Linked DNA regions of Mus musculus: all the other regions are linked to region 2. A link is a contact called in public Hi-C, HiChIP or PLAC-seq and promoter capture Hi-C data. All regions are on one chromosome and are shown on one strand. The core of a region is the stretch at or near the end of the contact, and the rest is flanking DNA. Distances in the headings are between cores, read along the strand shown. Region 1 holds the start of 5830432E09Rik (RIKEN cDNA 5830432E09 gene). Region 2 holds the start of Glrx3 (glutaredoxin 3). Region 3 holds the start of Lrrc27 (leucine rich repeat containing 27). Region 4 has its middle 19 kb from the start of Mki67. Region 5 holds the start of Inpp5a (inositol polyphosphate-5-phosphatase A). Region 6 holds the start of Pwwp2b (PWWP domain containing 2B). Region 7 holds the start of Dpysl4 (dihydropyrimidinase-like 4).

Region 1 (3,217 bases), core at 279-2,778, 1.8 Mb after region 2:
GACTCATTCCTTAGATGGTCGGACAGCATTCCTGATGGATCTGCACAATGGGAGGGGACCAGTCCTCTCAAATCGCTCGCTCACCCTGGGGCTAACCCAGCTCTGAGCAACTGAATCAAACATCTCCTTCCCAACACACCCTATTTTCAGCAAGTGATGGCAGCATTCCTGTCCATCATAGACATCGTATTCTTGACCTTGCTTGCAAGCTCACCCACCACTCAGCCTTCCCTCTAGCCTATGTTCCTTCCACGCACGGCATGGCAGCTTCATGATACTAGATCCAGAGAAGAGTAATCACAGGGCTCTGGGTATACACTCAGAGCAGATGGGGGGACTGCCAGGATCTCTGTCTTGCAGCCTCCCCTTTTTGGCAATGCATAGACCCGCTTCCTTAAATCACATGCATTACAATGCAGAGAAACAAACCATCTCTGAAGCACGGGAGGAGAGGACACTACAAAGGGCTGCTGGGGACTGGCATTTCTCTCTTCACAGAGAGGGAGCTGGTTCCATAAGATCAGTAGAATAAGTCAGCTGTCACCTTTGCAAAAGGCCCTGTCCCACCTGCAGAGCTCACTGAGACACCCTTCGGCTGCAGCCAGATGAGCTGGTAGAAGCCTTTGCCTTCTTGCCCCTCCCAGCCACACTCTTCCCTCTGCACTGGCTTTTGGGATGTGCGGGGAGGCGAGAAGGGCAGGTTGCAGACTGCAGATGCACCAGACCTGTCTATGCGGATGTGCAGGTCCCCCAAGCCCTGCAATGCTACCGCTCAGCTGAGCCCTCTCTTGCCCATAGCCTTCCCATCTGTGGGGTTGTGTTAGTTCCTTTACTACCTTGGGGGAGTTCTAAAGTGTCGCTTGAGTTCTGACGGCATGCACGTTACCTCAAGGCAGGCAAAGCTCTGCAGGAAGTTAGAACAGAAAGCTGGAACCACTGCTGTGAGCCAGCGTTTTGTGTTTTAAATCGTCACTAAAAACCAGGGGCTCGGCATATATTGGGCAGGTGCTACGCCACTGAGCTGTATCCCCAGGTCCCTTGGCCATTTGAAGATGGATCTTGTTACGTCGCTCAGTCTGGCCTTGAACCTGTGTTGCTTCTGCCTCAACAAGTGCCTTCGAATACTGAGATTAGAAGCCCATGCCACCCCGACTCAGCTAGAGCCTGCACCTTTGAAACCACACAGAGAGGAGAGAAAAACAAGCTTTCATAAGCAGCGTTTACAAGTTAGGACACAGCTGGAATCTAAGTTAGGCATGTCCCCTCACTGGCACTCCTTCTCAAGAGCGATGAGCTCTGGCAGAGCAGTGCCCTTTCCAGCTTGATCCTGAGGTAGTACCGTCACATCTGAACACTCCTCACCATGAGTTAGAGCCCTATCACGGGGTGATTTCAAAGGCTTCAGTGAGAAATGTGACTTGGCAAAGCCCTGCTAAACCGACAGGATATGAGTGGTCTCTTTAAAAAAAAAAAAAAAAAAAAAAAAAACCTCACAAACTGAAATGTCTCAGACATCCGCTCTCTTGCAGGGAAAAAACGACCTCTCACACTAAGTTCCGAAACAGAGATTCTGGGTTACTAGCAAGTGACAGCGTGAGCCCAGGAGGAGCTGGAGAGAGTGGCAAGCTTGAGTGACAGCCCCATGCCTGCCCGCTGTACCAAGCCCAGTGTACAATACCTTGCTCTTCTAAGATCCCGTTAGGCATTTTCTTGTCGTTGCTGCTGACCACGGCCTTCCTCTGCTTCCGGAACCTTAAAGGCACACACAAGATGTGTTAGGTCTCAGCACCGCGGGAACCCCCAAGCCCTGAGTGTGGTGATACCCACCAGGTGAGCCGGGAAAAGTTCTTTCTGCTGCTCATGGCTGAGCTGTGTGGCAGCTCAGGCCTGGCCAGCCGCTGTCTGAGCTGTTTGGGCCCACACCCCCAGCCTCCAGCACACTCATTTCCTCATAGGAGCTGGTGAGAGCACGTCAGCGCCTGGGGACACTCCTACCTGAAGAAGTAGGCTGCAAGCAGGAACAGGAGGAGGAGCAGGGGCAGCAGCAGCCAGGTGAGCAGCGGCTGGGATGCACCAGGGTCCGGAGGGCCTGTGGGTGGGTGGGGTGGTAGAGGGCAGAGACCCCATCAGGACCTTGGGTAGGGGTAAGGACTTCCCCCATGCTACAGTTTAGAAATTATCTCCCTTCAGTTCTTTCCAGGGGACAGAGGAGTGCAATGGTGGGACTTGTTCAAGGACTCTGACGAAGGGTGACCTCCTCGTACCCCAATGTACCCTGCTCTCTCTCTCACACACTCTCTCTTTTCCTTTCCCTTTGGTTTTCAGAGGTAGGGTTTCTCTTCTCTGTATAGCCCTGGCTGTCCTGGAACTCACTCTGTAAACCAGGGTAGCCTTGAACTCAGAAATTCGCCAGCCTCTGCCTCCCAAGTGCTGGGATTAAAGGTGTGCGCCACCACTGCCCAGCCCAGCTATTTCTCTAAGCATCTTTGGCCCAGCCTCTCTCTTCAATGAGGAGGTGGAGGAAGGTGGCTTCCCCTCAGGGTACAGTTGTTGTGTCCCAACCCAGATGAATCAGGAGCACCAGGTATAAGGAAACAGCCCGGTCCCGAGGTTTGATACAGTTATTGAGGAACAGGCACACAATGGCCTGGCTTTTCAGAGCCTTGAATTCTTTGTCATAGAGACTGCTGGCTTCCTGGAACCAACTTGTGCATCCATTCTTCACACCTCCCAGGTCCACCTTCCTCAGAGAGACACATATCCCTACCCTTGCACCGTGCCTTTGGTGTCCTTGTGGTCATCAATTGACCCATTCTCTCTCAACCTATTAGGGTGCCCTCCTATCACCACAAAGCTCCCAGCCAAAAGGCCCCATCAAAAGCCTGCTTCTCCAGTGAATGAGTGTGGCTCCTGTGAACTGGTCCAGAGGAGCTATGATCTGCAGCTGGTGAGCACATGCTATCAGGAGTGAGCCGGTCTCCCATGGGAGGCCCTGGAGGTGAGTAGCTCGATTTCCATCCTCTTGAGTTCCAGAAGTGCCAAACATTGTCCCCAAGCTGAGTGTGTGTGCCAGGGTTCATGTCCTTCCTCCCATGTGCCACCCTGGTCCATAGAAACTCAGCACTCCAGGAAGGAGTTTGAAATGTCATAGTTTCCCCAGTCCTGTGCATGTATGTAATCTACAGGCTATGACCCACAGTCTGCCATCTGTGGCCCT
Region 2 (2,925 bases), core at 73-2,572:
AACTTTTACCCACTAAGGCCTGTTTAACACATGAAACATAAAGACAAACTAAGCATGTGAAACACACACACATAAAAGAATCTTCTCAGACGATTTAAGTTCAAGCTTTTCAGGACATGTCCACACAAGCCCTCATCACTTCAGGAGGCCATCTCTGACGTCCTCCGAAACGCCTGGTAAACGACCTGGCTGGATCCATCAGAAGTCAGCTTCTACTTAATGTTACTCTCATTCTCCCTTTTTCTTTTCTTTGGGGGGAAAAAAATTTAAAATCAAGTAAACCTGAAATGCGAAAGGGTTGGAAAGGACTGGTTTTGTTGTTGATGAAGATGAGTTGTTGTTTTCGGTGCTAGAAGTTGAACTCAGGGTTTCTTGTGTATTAAGCACTAGCTACACTGCCAGCCTCTGAATGAGCTATTGTAATTCTCCTCCATACTGTATGGAGTAGCAGATGTCAGCCAGTCAATCTGCCACCTGCCCACTCTGCTCAGTGAGGATACCAAGGCCCCCACATTAGTGGAGAGAGCTTCCGGTACGCCAACCACAAAACAGAGCTTTAACAGAACCGGTCCATTCACCCGGGAGGAAGCCGAAGGGGAGGTTAGGAAACTTGCCCCAGGATTACAAGCACATAAGGGGCTAAGGAGAGGTTGGGGATCCCCGGCAGTGGGCCCTGAAACCCCTCCCTCACCACTCTGCATGCAGATCAAGGCAGGGCAGCATCCTAGAGCGCCGAGGTCCTGGTTTCCCACGCATCCCCAGGGCTGGCCTCAGGAAGGCTTGGCCAAAGGCGAGGCGCGCGCACCCGGCCGCCGCAGACCCTCCCTTAGCCGGCTGGTGGTTCAGGAAAGCCCGGGACCCTAGCTGGGCCTGCAGGCTGGTCGCCAGCCAAGGCTTCCTTCAGGAGGCGCCACATGCGGGTCTCCGGAGGGCAGGTCCATTGTGCACGCGGGCCGCCGCGGGCCGCTTCCCTAGGAGGGGCTACCGCCGCGGCCCAAGTAGGGCCGCCGTTGGACCACGAGCTCAGCTCCGGACGTGCCGCGTTGGGAAGCCGCCCCCAAGTCCCGTGACCCCCCGGCCCGCCGCCCTCTGGTCCCCGGGCCCTCTCGCCGCCCCCGCGTACTTGGTTTTGAGGCGCAGTAGCTCTTCAAACTGCTGGGCAGAGCCGACTTCCACCACTGCCACGGCTGCCTCGCCTGCCTCGGCCGCCCCCGCCGCCATGCTGTCTCCGCCAGACACCAGCAGTCGAGCGCCGGAGGCTCGATAGGGCCGGACGGACACGCGAGGAGGCTGCGCACGGGGAAGCCACGCCCGCTGAGATCGGGGGCCCACCCCTGACACACTATGCCACGCCCTCCGGCACTGAAGGTCACGCCCTCGGACTGGGAGAACTGGGAGGCTCTGGGTTGGGCTAGCGGAGCCTCCTTGCTTTGTATTGGTGTGCTAACTAGCTAGATGCCTTGGCCCCTGGCTGTTGTAGCTCTGGAGCTCAGAAACCTGTAATAGGAAGGGATGTAAGTATGTGTGTATTGTAAATTAGAGTGAAGTCAGAATAGAACATTGGCAAGCTGAAATCTCACATGAAGCTGCATAAAGATGAACTAGGAAGTCTTAAGACTAAAAAAACAATAGTGTCTGAGCACAACCCTGATAGTCCTTGTACCTCAGTCCTGGAGGAAACTCGAACTCTTCTAGAGGTGCCCTCAGAACCCCATAATCAACCTTCAGTACAACTCTGTGACACCTGTTAGCCGTTGCAGCCTTGACACAAGACCTAAATGGCTCGCCCCATTGCCTCTAAGAACCGTTAGGCTCCTTTTTAGAGTTCCTGCACCTTCCCACCCAGGCCCAGCCTCCATGACCCTCTTACTAGAAGCTTCCCTGTACGGGCAGTGACTCGCCAGTGGTATCTTCTCCACACTCTTTCCCATGCTAAGGCAGGAAGTTCCTTAAGTTTGAGTCCAGCCTGGGCTCTACAGTGAGTTCCAGGCCAGCCTGAGTAACAGTAACAGATTACAGATTGAAATATTTTCGATCGATTGGGAATTAAATATGTCCTTTTACCTCTGCTCACTGAGCCATTTTAAAGAACACAGGAGAGTTGCTTGCGGTGGCCACTCCTGTATCCTATTGGCAGCCCTGCTCCTATGATTACAAAAGCCCTGGAAGCTGTGTCACACACATCTTGAGAAACACCCCTACTAAAAATGTGGATCACAGTGCTCCAAATGCAACAGGACAAATTGTTCTGCTTCTTGGCTGGGGGGGGGGGGGGCAGAACCCCAAACTTAGGACTGTAAGAAAATAAACATACGCCAATACCAATAAAGCCATAGAAACCTCAGAAAGACATCAGGGTCACACGCGGACATTAACATCCTGATTATAGTATTGTATTACAGGTTTGCAAGGTGCGATGGGTTGTATATGCTCAGCCCAGGGAGTGGCACTATTAGAAGGTGTGGCCCTATTGGAGTAGGTGTGTCACTGTGGGTGTGTGCTTTAAGGCCCTCATCCTAGCTCCCTGGAAGCCAGTCTCCTCCTGGCTGCCTTTGGAACAAGTGGTGGAACTCTCAGCTCCTCCAGCCCCACATCTGCCTGGATGCTGCTATGCTCCCACCTTGGTGATAATGGACTGAACCTCTGAACCTGTAAGCCAGCCCCAATTAAATGTTGTCCTTTATAAGAATTGACTTGGTCGGGGCTGGAGAGATGGCTCGGCGGTTAAGAGCACTGACCGCTCTTCCAAAGGTCCTGAGTTCAAATCCTAGCAACCACATGGTGGCTCACAACCATCCTTAATGAGATCTGATGCCCTCTTCTGGTGTGTCTGAAGACAGCTACAGTGTACTTACATATAATAAATAAATAAATAAATCTTTAAAAAAAAAAAGAATTGACTTGGTCATGGTGTCTGTTCACAGC
Region 3 (3,337 bases), core at 665-3,164, 1.8 Mb before region 2:
TCTAAAACTGGTGAGGAAGAAAAGATGACCCCTTCAAAGTCCATTTGATCATCACCCTCTCTGGAAAAGTGATCGGGGAAGCTCTTGGTGGCGGCAGCAGCATCATCCTTGAGATCTTTAGCAGCCTTGGGGTCTTTAGCAGCCTTCTCGGCCACTGCTTGGGGGCTGGTGTCCTCCATGTGATGCGCTCCAGTGGCCACTGCTCATCCTTCTTGGTATGGAGTCACCTGGAAACAAGGGGGGTGGGGGTGGTGTGTGTGTCTTAGCAACCAGAAGTCACACGGGGGTGGGGGGGTGGGGGGAGGGGGGATGGACTCGAGTTGCTGAAAAAGCAACAGTACTATGAATTTAGCTTTAAACTTGTAAATGCTGGGACATAAGGAGGTACTGGTTATATTCTTTGCTCCTCACGCTGTACCACAAAGTTTGAAGAAGAGAATGACAATTATGATTCGAGAAGGGGGGCTCAAGTAGTCTGGGCTGGCCTCCAACTCACTGTGGTGAACTTCTAACTCCTGATCTTCCTGTATGCACCTCCAAAGTGCTTAGATGACAAGCAAACAGCCACCTGACTACAGTCTAACTGGAAGATACCAGTGGAAACAAGCATCCAGGATGAAAACACCGGGGGACTTTTCAAGTTTGCAAAACACCTGTAAGATGGGAAGAGATAAGACAGTTTCCTATTTCCACCCTGGAAATTCCTCTGCTTCTTGTATCCAAGACTCTGAAGTCAGGAAGCCAACCCCTGCCTCCCACACTGGCCCAGACCAGACCAAAGAGGTATCTAGGTGGGCACTAGGGAAAAACCTGGGCAATGACAATCTTGCATCTTAGTTCAATAATCCTGTTGCTTAGCCAGGGTATTACTTGCAAAACCATCCAAGCAAAGAGGATGGCTGAAAGATCTGCCAAATGCTGGCACACTTTCCTAGTTTCACTCTCCTTTAAGGAGCGGGTGACTTTTCAGTTAAGGAGCTGGTCTTAAAGGTGTACAATTCATGGGGAACCTAGGTCTGCGTTGGCAGGAGATATGCCACCCCCCCCCCCAAGCTGGGTAATGGGTCTCCCTAAGGTCTCCAAGCCTTTGCATAGTCTACGGCTTATTGTATTTTTTTTCTACACCTTGGAATTAGGAGGAAAGATTCTGCCTCCATCAAATTACATTGTAAGGAAAATGTGTGGACAAGAGGGAGGCAGGGGACTAGTGATGCTGTTTCCAGACTGGGCTGGTAGGGGAACTCGACTTTTGGACCTCAATCCCATCTTCCCAGGTGCGGCCACTGTAAAAGGGTAGGGGATCTAGTCATAGTTCTCTCCCACCACCGCGCCATCAAAGGCTGACGTTCACAGGACCCCCAGCAGACCAGACTCACTGCTCTGTGAGTCTGTGGCGGTCTCCTCAACCCAACCCAGCGTCTACTCCCGCCCGCCAGACTGTGACCCCGCCCCACAACCTGGTGGCCGGGTCCCATCCAGTGCAGCCGGCTAGCGGTGACTGACGTAACAGCTATCCCACCCTCCAGCCCCGTTGCTCTTCCCCGCCCACCTGCGACTCCGCCCTGACACGTCGGCTGCCCCGCCTCCGAGAGGCTCAGGCACCACCTAACAAACCAGCGAGCTGCGCGGTTTACCAGGTCGCCATGGAGACGCTGCTGCGGTACGGAGGCCGGAAGGCATCAAGTCGCAGGTCTGGCTTGGGATAGCTTCGGTGCGCGTGCGCTTACCGCCTCTTATGCTGGAGGTGGGCGACAAGGCCAGAAAGAAACTTCGAGAGGATGGGCTGGTGGATTCGGGGAGGGCTTGGGGACCCGAAGGAGGTCGAGTGATGCTTCTGCTGACCAGACCGTCTTCCAGGGCCATGGACCCTCGGGCCTCAGGCCTCTGGAACTGACCGCTGCCCTCCGCGCCTGCGCAGAAGCAGCTGCCGCAGTGCTGCGCTCTCGGCTTCCCAGGCTGGTGCCGGGTTTGCTGGCCCTTTTGTCCTGGGGCCTGGATCTGCACAGACTCTCCTAGTGTGGAAACTTGGAGGCTGTCCTTTTCCATTTAGAAACCTGCAGAGCAGGGTATTCTGGGAGGCAGGTCAACCAAGTCCATAGACCCTAAACCTTTAGAGAAAAAGGATCCCTCCCGAAAAGAGAAATTACGGGAACGTGGTAAACTGCCTTAGTATCAGATCTGGTGGGGATAGAAGGCCCGCTGCGGATTCTAGAGGATCCTGACCAATGAAGTGATATGGGTCACTCCTTTCTGGGGGCCAGAAGTTGAGATCTTAGCAATTTCCACCGTTTTTAGTGAGTAATGTGTCACACACAGAGCAACATGACACGTCATCAATTCTAAGGGAAACTATCGGAAATGAACTGGCCTGGACATTGAATTATGCCCTTAGCTAACGTGCTCAGTGATATAATCTTGCTAAACATTTTTGAAGTAGCAAAGCAGGATGGAACTGAAAGTATAAGATGGGACCAAAGTGGAAGTCTAGATCCAAAACAACAGCAAATTTTGTTTACTCAGGCCAGCAAGATGAGTTAATGCTTAGAACCTAGGTAGGGGAGAACCAATTCCACAGAGTTGTCCTGTGGTATCCCCTATATGAATGCAATAATAAATTTAAATAATAGAATAGAATTTTCAATTCATTTACTAATATATTCTTTAGGACTGAAAGTGAGATGGGAGTAAGTTGTAAGAAAATATCCCCAAACAAGAAAACAAGAAAACCTAGGAAACTCAAGAGTTGTGGGAGCCCAGTAGCCCTCTGATCAAATGTCTCCTGATGTCCCTTCAACACTGCAGAGATGGCGGCTGGCAGCTGGAATCCCCCCGAGTGTTCCATTGGTTACAGGTTGCTAAAGCTTGGGGTCAAGAGGTGCTGTGAGGAGCGTTAGGATACAGAGCAGGCAGGGCATTCCTGCCTGGCCACACAGGCCATCAGAGAGGCCCCTTTCTGGTGGCTCTCAGTGGAATGCTTGCCACGTACTCATGGGATCACCAGAATCCATTTAAAAAGTTCAGGTGCAGCAGTGTATGCCTATAATTCCTGTTCTTGGAGACAGGCAAGCGGATTCTGAGGGCTCACCGGCCAACCAGCCTCAACCACTGTGGAGCTCTAAGCCAGTGAGACCCTGTGTCAAAAAACAAAACAAACAAGTTAACAGCTCCTTAGGAACAACACCCATAGTTGACATTCAACCTCTACATATGTACATATACCCACCCACATATGTGTGCAGATATGTACACACACACATGCACACGCACACAAGTACACATGCTCCACCTTTCCTGCTACTAGGAAAATAGAATTATATCCAAAATTAGACATTAATTT
Region 4 (2,957 bases), core at 111-2,610, 1.7 Mb after region 2:
TGGAGTCTACCCCAGGGTTACTGCCTCTACTACTGTGTGGTGGAGTGTCGTAGTTAGGAGTCAAGACATCTGTAGGAAGCAAGAAGGCAGGCAGCTGGAGAGGGTGGAGGGGAGAGGCCTTCAACAACAAACTAAACACCATAAGGGGAGAAGAAAAAAAGCCTCTTCGACACAGCCTAGCTTCAATATTGGAGGTCTCCATCTGCAGACACATAGTAGATTTATATTCTACTGCCAAAACAGGAGTGTGGTTACGGAAATAGTTTTAGGTTCTCTGGATTTGTACGCTTTCTTCTGTAAAATAAAAGCATAAACAGGCAAGCAATACACCTAGACATTTGGGCTCCAATTAAGAAGGCCCTGTTCTTAGGGTAGCCCCCAAGAGTGATCTCTCCCCGTGATTGCACCTTTGGACCTCTGGAGTATTCAGAGTGACAGGGTACAAAGTGGTTGGGAAGGTTGGGAGGAGCCTGAAACTCTCAGCAGGGTGCCCAGCCTGGAGCAGGTCCTCCTTGTCGACTGACTGTAGCCCTTCTAACTCATTGCTCTTGCTGTTAGTTCCTAAAAACTCAAGCAGTTTCGAAGTTAAAAGAACGTGTCCTGCAGCGATTCTCCTCTAGATGGCAGCAACACTCAGAACCCGCTAAAGCTCGCCTCCCAGGCCGCTGGCTCTGTAAATCCGGAGTGATCCCCTATGCAGGCAGCCTGCCTTTTGGACACTCCAAGTTCTTACTCCTCTTTAGCACGCTGCCTCCCACAGTAGACGCCGAGCATCTCAAACACTGAGTGGCTAATTACGCAGATAGGCCATGCTTCCAAATTGATCTTATTTTGCAGGCTGGTATTTTCTCATGCTATTATTGTTAAGGGGTGGTGGTGGTGTAAGTTGATCAACGCCAGTCATTGCGATATTGAGCTGCAAAGTTTTGAAAGTATTTGTTTCATAATGTGTGAGACAGAATATGGCTCCACTTCATTCACAGTTTTTCAGCCTACGGTGGTTATGTTCTAATAATCCTGTTCCAGCAGCCCTGAGGCTGAGTTTGGTTTTGTTGCAAGGTCCCAAGCAGGGCGAAAGAGCAGACAGGACTCTAAGACTCGCACTTCCCTCTTTGGCACAGGTCTCCCAGTGCATCACTGAACAGTGCAGTGTCTAGGCACTAACGCTAGGTGGAGACCTGAAGCTGCTGGCCTCTGGATGTCGCTTAAGCAGCCCCTAGTCGGCCGACTAGTCTTTAGCACGGGTCCCAGCGCAGGCAGGGCGAGGCTGGGCTCTGCACCTGCGCAGACCTCGGAGCTCCTGTGCCCAAGATTCCGGGTTGCACCTATAGTGTAGTGGCCCTAAGTGGCCGCCAGGTGACGCTGTGGTCCCAGCCATCGAGCTCCCAGGCCTCAGAGGCCACCGCAGTGATCTACCGTCTGTGCAGAGGGTGGAGCCTAAGTAAAGGGAAAACTGATCCTTTGCTCTGCCAGAAGATTCCAGAACGCTGGGTTTTTTTTGTTTGAAAGGCTAGCTATCCACCACTTTTGAGTTTAATACAAATCCTTTTTTTTTAAACACGTTATGTAACGCTGAGTTGATCTGGCTGGGGAACCTGACATCAGGCCTTGTCCTGTATTGAAATTTAAGCTCTACGTGTTAGCAATTCCTCTAAACTACAACAGCTTGCAACTCCACCCTTCAGGTAGTGCTAGCAGGCAAGCAAATAGCAAGACTGCTCCGTGCCTCCCCCTTCTCTTCCCTCACCCTCTCTCTTTCCACCTCCCCATCCCCCACATGTCCCCAGTGACCTCTTTCCCTCTTCCTCTCTCCTCTCTTTCTGTTCTTCACTGTTACCTTCCTTTCTCTGCCTCTATCCACTCTCCAGGTCCCCTTCCCATTCTTAACAATAAACCTTCTTCATATTAGGTCTATTACACGGCTGATCCCTCGGGAAGGACACCTTGGGCAGGCCAGCTAGGGTGCTCCCTCCCGCTGCACTATTACACCTCACCTGCCTCCTTTTATAAACACACCATTGAGGAGGCCAGGAAACAGGAATTACCAGATCTGGAAGGAGTTGAGACTTCATGCCCTCAGGGGTGCGGTGGGGCCTCTCCCTGCCTACCTACTGCCAGCCACGGGGAACCCCTTCCCAGAGAAGTTTAGCTGCTATTGTTTAGTGTTTGTTTGATTGGAGGTTTGGGGTTTTATTGGGGACAATTTTTCTTGTAAGTGGGGTGTGACTACATAGCCCAGGCAGACCTTCAATTTAGGGGCTCATCCTGGATTGCAGGTGCACATCATTACACCGGGTTTCTAATGTTAAGAGATGAAGCACTCCTTTTTAAAGCTTTTTTTTTCCTTCCTCAGAAAACCCAAGGTACACAGGAGACAGTCATGAAATGAACTCCATCCCAATGGCTGTACCTCCCAAGATTCAGTAACCAACATCATTCATGTCCACTCTTGTTTTGTTGAGGAAAGCTCCAGATAACATCTCTCTACTTTCACAAATACTACATAATAGCTAGGCATGATGGAGCAAGCCCAGAATCCCAGCTCTCTGGAGGACAACTCGAGAGGCCTGGAGTTTGAGGCCAGTGTGGGCTACACGGCAAGACTGTCTCAAAATAAGCAAACAGAGAGACTGCAGTGGGCTTCCCTAGGAGACAAAGATTGCTCTTAAATACTAATACCATTGCTGAGCTAACTATACCGCCTCACACGGACAATATTTCCTGGATATCATCATCTATTTCCTCGGTACTCATATTTCTCAAACTGTTTCATGAACATAGAGACGCTATTAGCAGTTGTAGCTTTCCCCAATCGTACCCAAATAAGGACCATGAATTGCGTTGGGTCGATTCAAATATTGTTTGAATTAGGGTTAAGTTTTTCATACAGTGGAAAAAACAGATATGATTTGTGTTAATTCTAATAGTTTTGATAAACAGAGACCTTTTGTATGGTA
Region 5 (3,228 bases), core at 60-2,559, 2.0 Mb before region 2:
CCAAGGCTTGAAGAGAGCTACCTCATTTGAGAACTAGTGCTATTGCAAGTTACATGGCAAAATGAGGTGCCTCACGCCTCAGGCCCCTCAGAAGACAAGACCAAGGGATGGGATATAGGTACCAGGACTCAGATGATGGAGCTCAAGGTTTGGGACTGAGGTCTATTGGGAGGAAGGTTCGGGGATGGGAGATGGGGTGTAGAATTAGAGGCAGGGACCTCACTCTGGGGCCAAGAGTAGGTGTAGGATCTGAGGTTTTAGGGTAGAGACTCAGAGTTCAGGGTCAGTGTGGTATGGGTTGAGAGGAACAGGACCAAAATTTTTGAAAGCTGGGTTTCTGGAACCAGAAATCAGACTTGGGGGATCAGAGTCAGAGACTGGGGGCCAGGGGGTGAATCAGAAAACCTGGGGTCAGCGTATGCTTGGGTTTGGAAGCCAGGACATCCAAGTATCAGGATTCTGGGTCAAAATTCCAGGTCAGTACTTGTGGCTCTGGAGTTCCAAGGCAGGAAAAAGATAGGGATTTGCTGTCTTGGGAGCAAAGCAAGGAACCAGCATCAGGATTCAAGGATCTGGACTGAGTCTGGGTTCCTGTAGTATGGGTTAAGACAGGGGTTCAAAAACTGAGTCTTCGAGTTTGGCCTCGGGTACCAGAAAAGCGGTGTTAAGGTCCCGAGTGTGTAGCTGGAAGTTTCCTGGCCTAGGGTACCCCCCTGCTATGGGGTCAGGGTCTGTCTGGGGCTTGGGAAAATCCTGGTCGGAGTCTCCAGCTGTGGGTAGGGGGCATCAGAGTCACACGTCCCAAAGACAACTGGCCCGGAGTCCGCGGCTATAGAAGACGCTGTAGGGGCCGGAATTTAGGGTCTCCAACTGAAAATGGGGATGTCAGGGTCCCGGGCTGGGAGACTCCTAGCCCGTAACCGCCCCTCCCTAGCCGACGGCGCGGCACTTACGTCGTCGAAGAGCGAGCCCACGTTGGCCGTGACCAGCAGGACCGCGGTGCCGGGGGCGGCCGCCTTCCCCGCCATGGTGCCCGGGCGGAGCGGGCTCTGGACTGGGTGGCGGCGGCCGCTTCCTGCGGGGCCGGTAGGGCTGGGGTCTCGCGGGGCCGCGGGGCGTCAGCTGCGCCGGGGGACAGCACAGGGGCGCATCGCGGGCTTGGCGGGTCGGACCGGGCCTGGCCGGGGCTCCAGCCTCGCGGTCGCGGCTCTTCGCTGCTCCGCGGCCCCGCGCCCGCTCGCCGCCGCGCCTCACAGCGGCCCGCGCGCAGCCATTAGACCCGCCGGGAAAGTTCCCGCAGCCGCCGCCGCCGACTCCGGCTGGGACAAGTCCCGCCCCACAGGAGGTGGGACCCTAGAAGGCGGGGCTGTCGGTCGCGCCGGGGGTGGGGCCTCCCTATGGGGCGGGGCCTGCACACAATCTACAGACTTGGGTCTTAGGCTCCCTGGCTCCGGGTCCACTGGAAGGGCGGGTTCTCGAGCCTGAGTCAGGCTGGGGGTGGGGTTTGTGCAGGGGCGGGCCTGCTCACAGGAGCTAAGCCTAGGGTGGGGCGGAGCCAACACCAGATGGAGGAGGGGAGAGGCGGGCATATGGGGCATTCCTGTCAGTCAGGCCCCTGAGTCCTCCCCTGGCTTTGCCCCGCCCTGCCGCGGTTACGCGCATATTCCACCCTCCACTCCCATGACGTCACGACCCTGTTACCAAAGCGCTTCTTAAAGGAGCCGCGAGTTTGGACGACTACAGCCCGCCTTCTTGTTGGGAGCCCTGGAGATCCTTGGAACCTCTGTCCTGGCCCCCCATCCCCCCCCCCCGATGTGGAACCGGTCTTCAGCCTGGGTCCAGGCCCTCGCCGGTACGGGGAGTCTGACGTAGGCGGACCGTGGGAGGGAGCAGGGCCACGGAGAATTAAGGAGGAGCCTCCTCCAGTCCCAGCTCTGGGTCTGCAAAGAGTGGGTCTGCAGATCAAGTGTATGGGATTTTGCAATTTCCTAACACGTCCACCCAGTTCCTTATATAGGACTTTGCTTACAAAACAGAAAGCTGTTGGCATCCAAAAACAGAAAACTAATAAATCCTTTTAAGAAGCAAGCGTATTGATGTACTCCTGTAATCCCAGTACTCGGAAGTTGTGGCAGGATTGCTATGAGTTCGAGGCCAACCTGAACTCATAGCAACCTAAACTAGCTTGAGACCATACCCCGCCCCTCCCACCTAAAAAAGAAAAAGTTCAGATTAGGTGTTTGGATAGCCAGCTGTGGCCCCCATGCCACACCCAAGGACAGTTCCCAAGGTGGGGGATGTGGTCAGTCCGGGAATTTTAGCCACCAGAGAGAGCTGGAGGTGGGGGGCAGGGAGGTATGCTAGTTAGAAGAACAGAATCAGTCCTACATGTAGAAGGAATCAAGAAATTTCTCTGAGATAGAGTCAGTTGTTCCTGGAGGTGGGACGGGGCTGGTAGGGAACATATAGTGAGCTGGGTAACCCTTGCTAGTCTAGGCCTCCAGAAAGCCCTGTCCAGTGGGGCTGCTGCGCTGTAGCCTGCGAGGAGGCATCCAAAGAAACAGTACTACAGACATACTAGAACCCTGTTTGCAACGACAGTTCTTCTGGTGGGTTCATTCTTTAATTTTGTATTTAGTTTGTATGTATGGTGTGCATTGGTTCAGACACACACGCTACAGAAAACAGGTTGCAATTATCAGTTCTCTTCTTATAGCATGGGTTCTGGGATTTGAATTCGGGTCATGAAGCTTGGTGACAAGGGCTCTTACTCACTGAGCCATCTTGCCCGCCCGCTATAGATGGACTTTTCAGAGGTTAACAACCGCCGGAATTAATTTTAACAGGGCATTTACTTAACGCAATGGATGTGAACATCATCCAGTGTGGAACTAGCATTTAGCAATGTTAATGAGCTTCCCACAGCAAGGCTTTGAAATGAGTATCTGGTGCTTACAGCGCAGTGCCCAGTAACCACATGCTCCCTACCAAGTGTTTCCCAACTCTTGGCACCATCTGAGAAAGAATTCAGAGATGCGACAAAGAAAAGGATTAAGAGAAAGTAGTATTACAGAGAGAAGCCCACACTCAAGGAGTCAGTGTGTACAGGCTTCTGGAGAAAAACCTGTGGCCGTGCTTTTGAATGCTCTATCTTATAGACAAGCTTTAGAAGAAGAGAGGGTATTCAAGAGTTAAAGTTAGGGAAAGACATTCTAAGACTGGATTGGC
Region 6 (3,092 bases), core at 250-2,749, 1.8 Mb before region 2:
ACACATGCATCCTATAGCTGCTGCTTCCCATGTTCAGGATGCCAGCCAGCAGCTAGCTTCTATTCATGAAGGGTGTATGCATCTGCAAGCCAGGTTAGCCATTGACCTCAGGGTAGAGATCCCCCCTATCTCTGTAGACACAGCCACAAGATAGGACTACTCTCAGCCAATCTTATCTTGAGCACTGGAGCCTGAGAACTGGGGAAATGCGGGTCCTCTGCTGCAGACTCTCTAGGGAGAGGCCAGAGCAGGCTGCACAGGTTGAGCAGGGGTGCAGCCAGACCTGCCTAGGGAGGAGAGGGCAGCCATCAGCAGGGTGGGGGATGGCTTGCCTTGGAAGCTTTCAGGTGGCTATTCTGCAGCCCCTGAATGTCACCCCATTATAGGCACTCCCTGTACTAACCAACAAGAGAGGGGCACCAGTCACACGGGAGGCCATATGTTAAGTCACATGACTTGTGCATAAATGGCTTCTGGCACATCTAATGAAGACATAATGTCAGCAGGGTAACTGTCGAAGGAGGAAGGGCTCTGCTCTGTGGTGGGAACCCAGGGAAATCCGGGCTTTAGGAAGGGAAAAAGTTGGGTCTTTGAAAGCAGAGCCCTTTTCTGTTCCTAATTCCAGAATGAAGCCTGGCTGGAGCAGAAGAGTCACAGCCTGATTAATGCCTAATCATTTATCAGGCAGTGACAGCGCAGTGCCATGTGATTCTGGGTTCAGGTGGCTGTTCTGCGCTGCAGAAGCCCCTGCAAAGGGTATACAGGTGGTCTCAGGAGCCAAGCCCAATGCGCCCCTCCAGTAGAGGCACTGGCCCTGGAACTTGTATCTTCCACTCCCCCGCAAGGCGCCTCGCCCACAGCAGTGTTTCTACACCCCGCAGTCTCGCAGCTGGTCTCCACCAGCCACTCCTATAAGCCTTGGGCTTCCCCCCTCTTGTGACAGGTGAGGCCATAGCTTAACTGACCCCCTTAAACGAATCACGATTCTACAAACAGTCGAATTCAACAGTGCGTCTGAACAAAGAAAAGTGCGTTAATTATGGCAGATGTGCGGAGTTTCAGGCAAGGCTTCCCGTGCGTCCCGGCCGGCACCGCAGCCCCTCTGCGGGGCCGCACGCTCTCCTGCCCCGAAAGTCACCGCGACTTTGGGAGAGAGCCACTTTCGCACCCAGACCGGCGGCCAGCTGGCGCGCCTCGAAACCCCGGCCCAGCAGAAACTGAAAGCGGACGCCGGGCTTTGCTGCTCCTCTCGGAGCCTGCATTGGAACCTTGAATCGGTGGAGGAGTGTCCCGGGAGATTCCGAGGAGTCCCGGGCCCGCGACCCTGCCCCGCTCACTTTTTCGTGCAATCCAGCAGGATTCCGGCGAAGCTGCGCTCGCCACAGCTCACGGTGACCACCAGCGCGCCGTTGACGACCTGTTCCACCCGCACCGGCAACCGGCAGCCGGCCCGCGGCTCCATGCTCCCGCCGCCTCCGGAGGCCGCCCCCGCCCGCCACCGCCGCCGCCGCCGCCGCCGCCGGGTCAGCCCCGCGTGACGCCGCCTGACGTCACAAAGCTCTGTGTGCCGGCCGCCACCGCGGAGCTAGGCTGGGGCGCGCGGCCGCGGGCTGCGCTCCCAGGAGCCGGAGGGCGTGGGGCGGTCCGCCCGCAGCGTGCGCCCACAGCCGGCTCTCAAAGCTGGGCTTGCAACGCATTGCGGGGGCCCCACCGGGCGGGGAGAAGGGTTCGTTAATCTTGACGCCACGCAGGCTTGGAATGCCCCCTAGGAGGCCTTGCCAGGAACCGAGGGGTAGCGGGGACACTCCCCGGGTCCAGGCCCTTCCCCCACTCTGCTTCTCTGGGTTCCACCCCGGGCCCCACCTCCTTCCTGATCCTGTCCCGGGGCCACTCCCTGAGCCCGGCGCAGCCTGGGGCCCTTCCCCCATGTAGTCTGGGGGTCCCCTGTCTACCAGTTTGTGCTAGAGGACCCCGGCAGCGTCTTCTACGCACGACTCCTGTGTCCACTTGGTACTTGAAAAAGTCTGTGGACACGTGTATTTGAAGCGAATCAGGCCTGGCAGAGGAGACTCCGGGTGCCGAGGGACACCAATGGGGCCCTTACAAGAGGCCTAGTGTCACCCTCACTACAGGGCTACCTGGCACTGGGCTACCCAGGTGTGCTCGGCGCCTCCTAGGAGACTATAGTGCTCCGGTCTGTTTGAGAACCTCGCAGGGCGCGGGGCTGGCCAGCACTAGTGTTGGCAGGATTATTCTATCCAGAGCTCTTGCGTCTCCTGGGACTACTCGCTGCAGCACTCCTCGCTTAGTGTACAGTATGAAGAGCCACCTCCCATGAGCAAGAGCCAGGCTCCCCGGGCGTGTGCAACCGGGCCCGCGAGGGCAGCCTGGCCATGAGTGGGAGGTGGCGGCGCCCGGCGGACGGCTGACCGCCACCCTAGACCTCCTCCGGTTTCCGCAAGCACTTGCACTCTGAATCCGGATTCGGAATCCATAACTGACTGCCTCCAAGGGTCTGTCACGTTGCAATGACCAATGGCGTCTGTGAATCGGGCCCCTAAGGCTGACTTGCATCGCCATGACCCTGCATTGGAGGCACCAAAAGGGCAGAGAGGTACTGACCACGGATCTACCAGGCCCATGTCCTTTTCAGCTGGGGAGTGGAGTTCTTGCCCTGCTGGGACTTGCTTCAGGGCTGCTACCACTGACGCCGCCAAGGACAGCCGAGGCCGCCCTGGCGCCACTTTACCTTGCCTTAAGGCTACACTAGAGCAGATGAGAAAGTCTGGGCGGAGTCCAGCTGAGGGGCAGTCCCCCTCCCACAAACGTCTGTTTTCCTCACTCCTTCTCTCCAGAGCTGGGTGCTGCAGATTTTGGAGGAAAAAAAAAAAAAAAAACGCTGGCTACAGGAACCATTCCCAGCTCAGTTCCAGGTGGAGGGCTGGTGGGAGGCTGCCCACTCGCTCAACCCAGATACTAAGCATCTGTGCCTGAGTACTGGGGATGCCTGCTCAGTACAGCCTACAGCAGGACATCCCCCTCCCCCCAGCCAGTTCAGTAGCTTCCAAGCTGGGGACATCTATAGTCTGAGC
Region 7 (3,167 bases), core at 660-3,159, 1.6 Mb before region 2:
GTGTTGGGCTGAATTCTCAGGGTTCTCCTATTCTGTCATTACCACACAGTCTTCCAAAGGCCTGGCAACTAAGCCCAGCCTACATCACCCAGCCCCCTACCCACACACGATTTTTAAGCTGGTTGGGGGAAACGACGAAAAGAATGACTTGTAAACGTTTTGTGAAATCCACATTGCAGCATCTAGGGATGAGGTTCATAGGTCCATTCCTGTCCATGAAATCACCCTGCCCAGGAGTCCTCAAGCAAGATAGACATGGCATGGCCCCCAAGCTGAATGGACTTCCCATCTGGCCCGTCGTGGAAGTAGCTTGCTGACTCTACTTAGCATGGCTGCAGCTCTTTTACAAACTCTCTCCAAATGTCTGAGTGCTCACTAACCAGTCTCACTGAGCATTGGTATCTACAAAGGCCTACCACAGCCACCCACTTCGTGGGGCTGGTACTCAGGACCACACCCCTCCTCTTCCCCTCTCTGCCTAGCCATTATCAGAAAAATCTAGGATAACTCAGCCCTTAGGAGGAATCTCTGAGCCAGAAATCTTGAGTTCTGGGGGTCCTTATTTAGACTCCTATTTTCAGGCACCAGAATTTGCACTCTGGGGTTCCCCGGATTTGGGGGAGCAAGCAATACTGTGATATACACTATCTAGATGAATGGGAATTCCAGTGAGCCCTCTCTCTTTTCATGAACACTGCTTGACTAGGCAGGAGACTGCTACCTCCATCTCTACTCACTGCCAGCTAGCTGGTGGGACTTTTCCCTCAGGCCTGGACCCCTAGGAACAGTAGGCAGCCAAAAGGCAGGAACTACTTTTGGTTCCTCTAATAGGAGAAGAGGACTCCCCGTAGAAGGCTAGGGAGCTGACCTCTCCAACAGCCTGATTAGACTCCAGAGCTCTTATGATGAGAACAAGTCTAGAGCTTTTTAAAGACCTCCCGGAGCCCGCGACCTGGTCCAGCTGATCCCAGCTCCCTTTCCCTTCCCCCGAGGCTTCCAGCAGCCCCATTGGGAAGGCTTTGTTTCCTGGCCGGCAGGGTGGACACACTGACCTCTCACTTTCTGCGTGTCTGTATTGAGGAGGTCTGTTCTGAAAGGGGGCTCTGTAGGGATGTTGGTTTCAGTGGTCAGTTAGTACTCACCTCTCCGTGGAGTCTCCGAACCCGGCTTCGTGCAGGGGCTCGGGGCCTCCAGGGACATCAGATCTACTAGCCAGGGCTAAATCGCTTTGTCTCGGACAAAGCGCTAGAGACACGAAAGCGGCGCGCCCAGGGGGTAGACGGCCACGGGCTGCTCTGGGAGCAGCTTCGGACGTCCGAGTGCCTTGAGGCCCCGGGGCCAACAAAGGCTGTGTCCGCCGGGCGTCCTGGAGACAGAGCTCCAGGCAATGTCCACTTGAACCCCATCCGCCACACGCTAGACCCAGCAGGAGGCCGGCCACCTATGCTCCGGCTAGCAGGCCGCTCGCGTACCCGGCCTCTCCAAGCGGATCACCGGATTCCGGAGAGCTGGCGGGGCCGCGGGCCTGTGCGCCGACTGCGCAAAGGGTTCCGCGCGGCCTGGAGAGCTCTCTCCGCTGCTGGCGGCGCGCGAAGGAGAGGGCAGAAAAGGTGGCGCTGGGCTGGGGACTGGAGCAGGTGTGGGACTCACGGACAGGGCCGGGAGGGTCGTCCGTTGAGCGTGCAAGCCAAGCCACTCCCGCCGTGGGCAAGGGGCGCAGACGCAGCGAGGGCGGGGGCCCGACTCACCGTTATCCGGGGAATGCTCTTCTTGCCTTGGAAGGACATCCTGATACACGGGCGGGCTGAGTGTCCTCGGTAGGGGCTGCGCGGGCGTGGACGTACCGACGAGGACACGCGCGGAGCTTAGGAAGTCCGAGTGTGAGCTAGCCCGGCTCTGGGCTCCGATTAGCTTATTTGCATCCAGGCCCCGCCCACCGACCGTCATTTGCATCCGGGCCCCTCCCCCTTGCTCCCGTTTGTGCTGGTTTGCTTGGAAATCTTTCCCTTTTCCTTTTCTTTTCCTTCCCTCTCTCCCTCCCTTCCCCAAGAGCATCCTGGAGGCCACAGGCTGGGACCACTGCACCCCGGTCCACCTGTGCGGAGTAGAGAAGGATGACTTACGACCTGTCAGGACCATCACTTATGAAGTTTGCAATCAGGGAATGACAGGAGAAGAGTTACCTGGCCAGCCTGGCCGCACCTAGCCTTGTTCTGTGGTGGCCCGAGGCATCCTAGGCTCCAGGGTTCAAAACTAATTCTCACATCTAGGTGGAGGAGCCAAAATCTAGCCTAGCATCTCTAGCAGAATCCATACATATTCAAGGAATGGTTCCGGGTTGGAGCGCAATCCCCTAGCCTGGTGTGACCGCGGGACTAGGGAGTGGTGATGCCTAGGCCAAACTGTTCCTTGGCAGGTCACACCAGTCTAAGGTAGGAGGTGGGTAGTCATTGAAGTGGCAGAGAGAAACAACCAAGACAAAGATGAAAGGGCTGGACTGGACACTGCCAGGGAAGACCGAAGAGGAGACTCTGTAGAGAAATCCAGGTGGGACCAGGACCGATAGCTAGCCAAGCTTCCTGCCCCAAACCTGAGTCCTACTTCCTTTACCTGCTGAGGCCTGCAGACTGGGGCCACATTGGGCAGGCCCCAGGGACAGGTTGCGTTGGCTGGATCATCTCTGCCTGGCTCTTTGGGGGCCCTGTGGTTCCTGGTGTAGCTCACCAACCTGAGGACTTCTTCAGGCTGTCGGGTGGTGCATCCATCGATAGCTCTTATTTTCCAAGACATCCTCCGCACAGCAGAAGAAAACACCAAGCTTAAGCCCAGCCAGAGGCTTCACAGACATGCAGGGTAGGGCCGGCTATCACAGTGGGAGTAGGATATTTGCAGCCAGGTGACCCCAACCCCTAGCATGAGGCCTGCATGTGGAATGGGGCAGTGCTGCAACCTCTTGGGCCCCCTCGGAGCCCACATAAGCCTTTCTGTACTGATGCTGTCCATAAACAGAGGGTGCTGAAAGCGTTGGGCCAGGCCAGAGGCACCAACTGTCCTGAAGAACCCTGGCGACTTGCCCTCAGGACACAACTTCCACCCCACTCCCAGAAGGCAGGGCAAGAGCTGTGAAGCTGGTGTCTACTCCAAGTGCTGTGGCAGCATCCATGCTG

What was found. Promoter capture Hi-C pulls out the DNA fragments that hold promoters and counts their contacts. A called contact is a pair of places that touch in the nucleus more often than the background predicts. HiChIP or PLAC-seq counts read pairs in DNA pulled down with a chosen protein or histone mark.
Region 1: a promoter capture Hi-C map of pre-B cells shows a contact between it and region 2, with 7 times the contacts expected there. The contact joins the promoter of 5830432E09Rik here to the promoter of Glrx3 in region 2. A contact is called at or near these places in 2 of 39 promoter capture datasets (hippocampal neurons and pre-B cells) and 2 of 115 datasets of contacts at active chromatin or transcription factors (bone marrow-derived dendritic cells and pro-B cells).
Region 3: a promoter capture Hi-C map of pre-B cells shows a contact between it and region 2, with 4 times the contacts expected there. The contact joins the promoter of Lrrc27 here to the promoter of Glrx3 in region 2. A contact is called at or near these places in 1 of 39 promoter capture datasets (pre-B cells), 1 of 484 Hi-C or Micro-C datasets (CD8 T cells) and 4 of 115 datasets of contacts at active chromatin or transcription factors (embryonic stem cells, epiblast stem cells, large pre-B cells and 1 more).
Region 4: a Hi-C map of B cells shows a contact between it and region 2, with 7 read pairs. The contact joins the enhancer-like site here to the promoter of Glrx3 in region 2. A contact is called at or near these places in 6 of 39 promoter capture datasets (the 3T3-L1 cell line, the C10 cell line, hippocampal neurons and 2 more), 1 of 15 datasets of contacts at CTCF or cohesin (large pre-B cells), 1 of 484 Hi-C or Micro-C datasets (B cells), 3 of 115 datasets of contacts at active chromatin or transcription factors (astrocytes, large pre-B cells and stem cell-derived neural progenitor cells) and 3 of 9 other capture datasets (adipose tissue, embryonic stem cells and liver).
Region 5: a contact with region 2 is called in a promoter capture Hi-C map of pre-B cells, with 5 times the contacts expected there. The contact joins the promoter of Inpp5a here to the promoter of Glrx3 in region 2. A contact is called at or near these places in 4 of 39 promoter capture datasets (cranial neural crest, embryonic stem cells, liver and 1 more) and 1 of 9 other capture datasets (adipose tissue).
Region 6: a contact with region 2 is called in a promoter capture Hi-C map of pre-B cells. The contact joins the promoter of Pwwp2b here to the promoter of Glrx3 in region 2. A contact is called at or near these places in 2 of 39 promoter capture datasets (cranial neural crest and pre-B cells).
Region 7: a contact with region 2 is called in an H3K27ac HiChIP or PLAC-seq map of embryonic stem cells, with 4 times the contacts expected there. The contact joins the promoter of Dpysl4 here to the promoter of Glrx3 in region 2. A contact is called at or near these places in 2 of 39 promoter capture datasets (cranial neural crest and hippocampal neurons) and 3 of 115 datasets of contacts at active chromatin or transcription factors (astrocytes, embryonic stem cells and epiblast stem cells).

The regions. Positions count from the first base shown.
Region 1 is chr7:135,650,625-135,653,841 of GRCm38.p6, reverse strand. 5830432E09Rik (RIKEN cDNA 5830432E09 gene) reads left to right here and starts at 1,528. Exons shown (of 3, transcript NR_015548.1): 1 at 1,528-2,052; 2 at 2,832-2,998. Ptpre (protein tyrosine phosphatase, receptor type, E) reads right to left here. Exons shown (of 21, transcript NM_011212.3): 4 at 1,996-2,089; 5 at 1,679-1,752.
Region 2 is chr7:137,435,970-137,438,894 of GRCm38.p6, reverse strand. Glrx3 (glutaredoxin 3) reads right to left here and starts at 1,322. Exons shown (of 11, transcript NM_023140.5): 1 at 1,124-1,322. The coding sequence starts at 1,221.
Region 3 is chr7:139,211,565-139,214,901 of GRCm38.p6, reverse strand. Lrrc27 (leucine rich repeat containing 27) reads right to left here and starts at 1,914. Exons shown (of 11, transcript NM_027164.1): 1 at 1,635-1,914; 2 at 1-227. The coding sequence starts at 179. It also overlaps a transcript of Stk32c not described here.
Region 4 is chr7:135,734,189-135,737,145 of GRCm38.p6, reverse strand. No RefSeq gene overlaps it. Among named protein-coding and RNA genes, the nearest start is that of Mki67, 19 kb to the right of the region's middle. Within about 2 kb of position 1,360, at least 186 of the 459 cell types and tissues checked have an H3K27ac peak or open chromatin away from gene starts, as enhancers often do. A contact at or near this core is called in B cells, where this site is marked.
Region 5 is chr7:139,387,190-139,390,417 of GRCm38.p6, reverse strand. Inpp5a (inositol polyphosphate-5-phosphatase A) reads right to left here and starts at 1,309. Exons shown (of 16, transcript NM_001127363.1): 1 at 954-1,309. The coding sequence starts at 1,028. It overlaps Gm46004 (a long non-coding RNA gene), which reads left to right and starts at 1,271. Exons shown (of 2, transcript XR_001778314.2): 1 at 1,271-1,852.
Region 6 is chr7:139,246,889-139,249,980 of GRCm38.p6, reverse strand. Pwwp2b (PWWP domain containing 2B) reads right to left here and starts at 1,499. Exons shown (of 3, transcript NM_001098636.1): 1 at 1,338-1,499. The coding sequence starts at 1,462.
Region 7 is chr7:139,084,743-139,087,909 of GRCm38.p6, reverse strand. It overlaps Dpysl4 (dihydropyrimidinase-like 4), which reads right to left and starts at 1,909. Exons shown (of 14, transcript NM_011993.4): 1 at 1,749-1,909. The coding sequence starts at 1,787.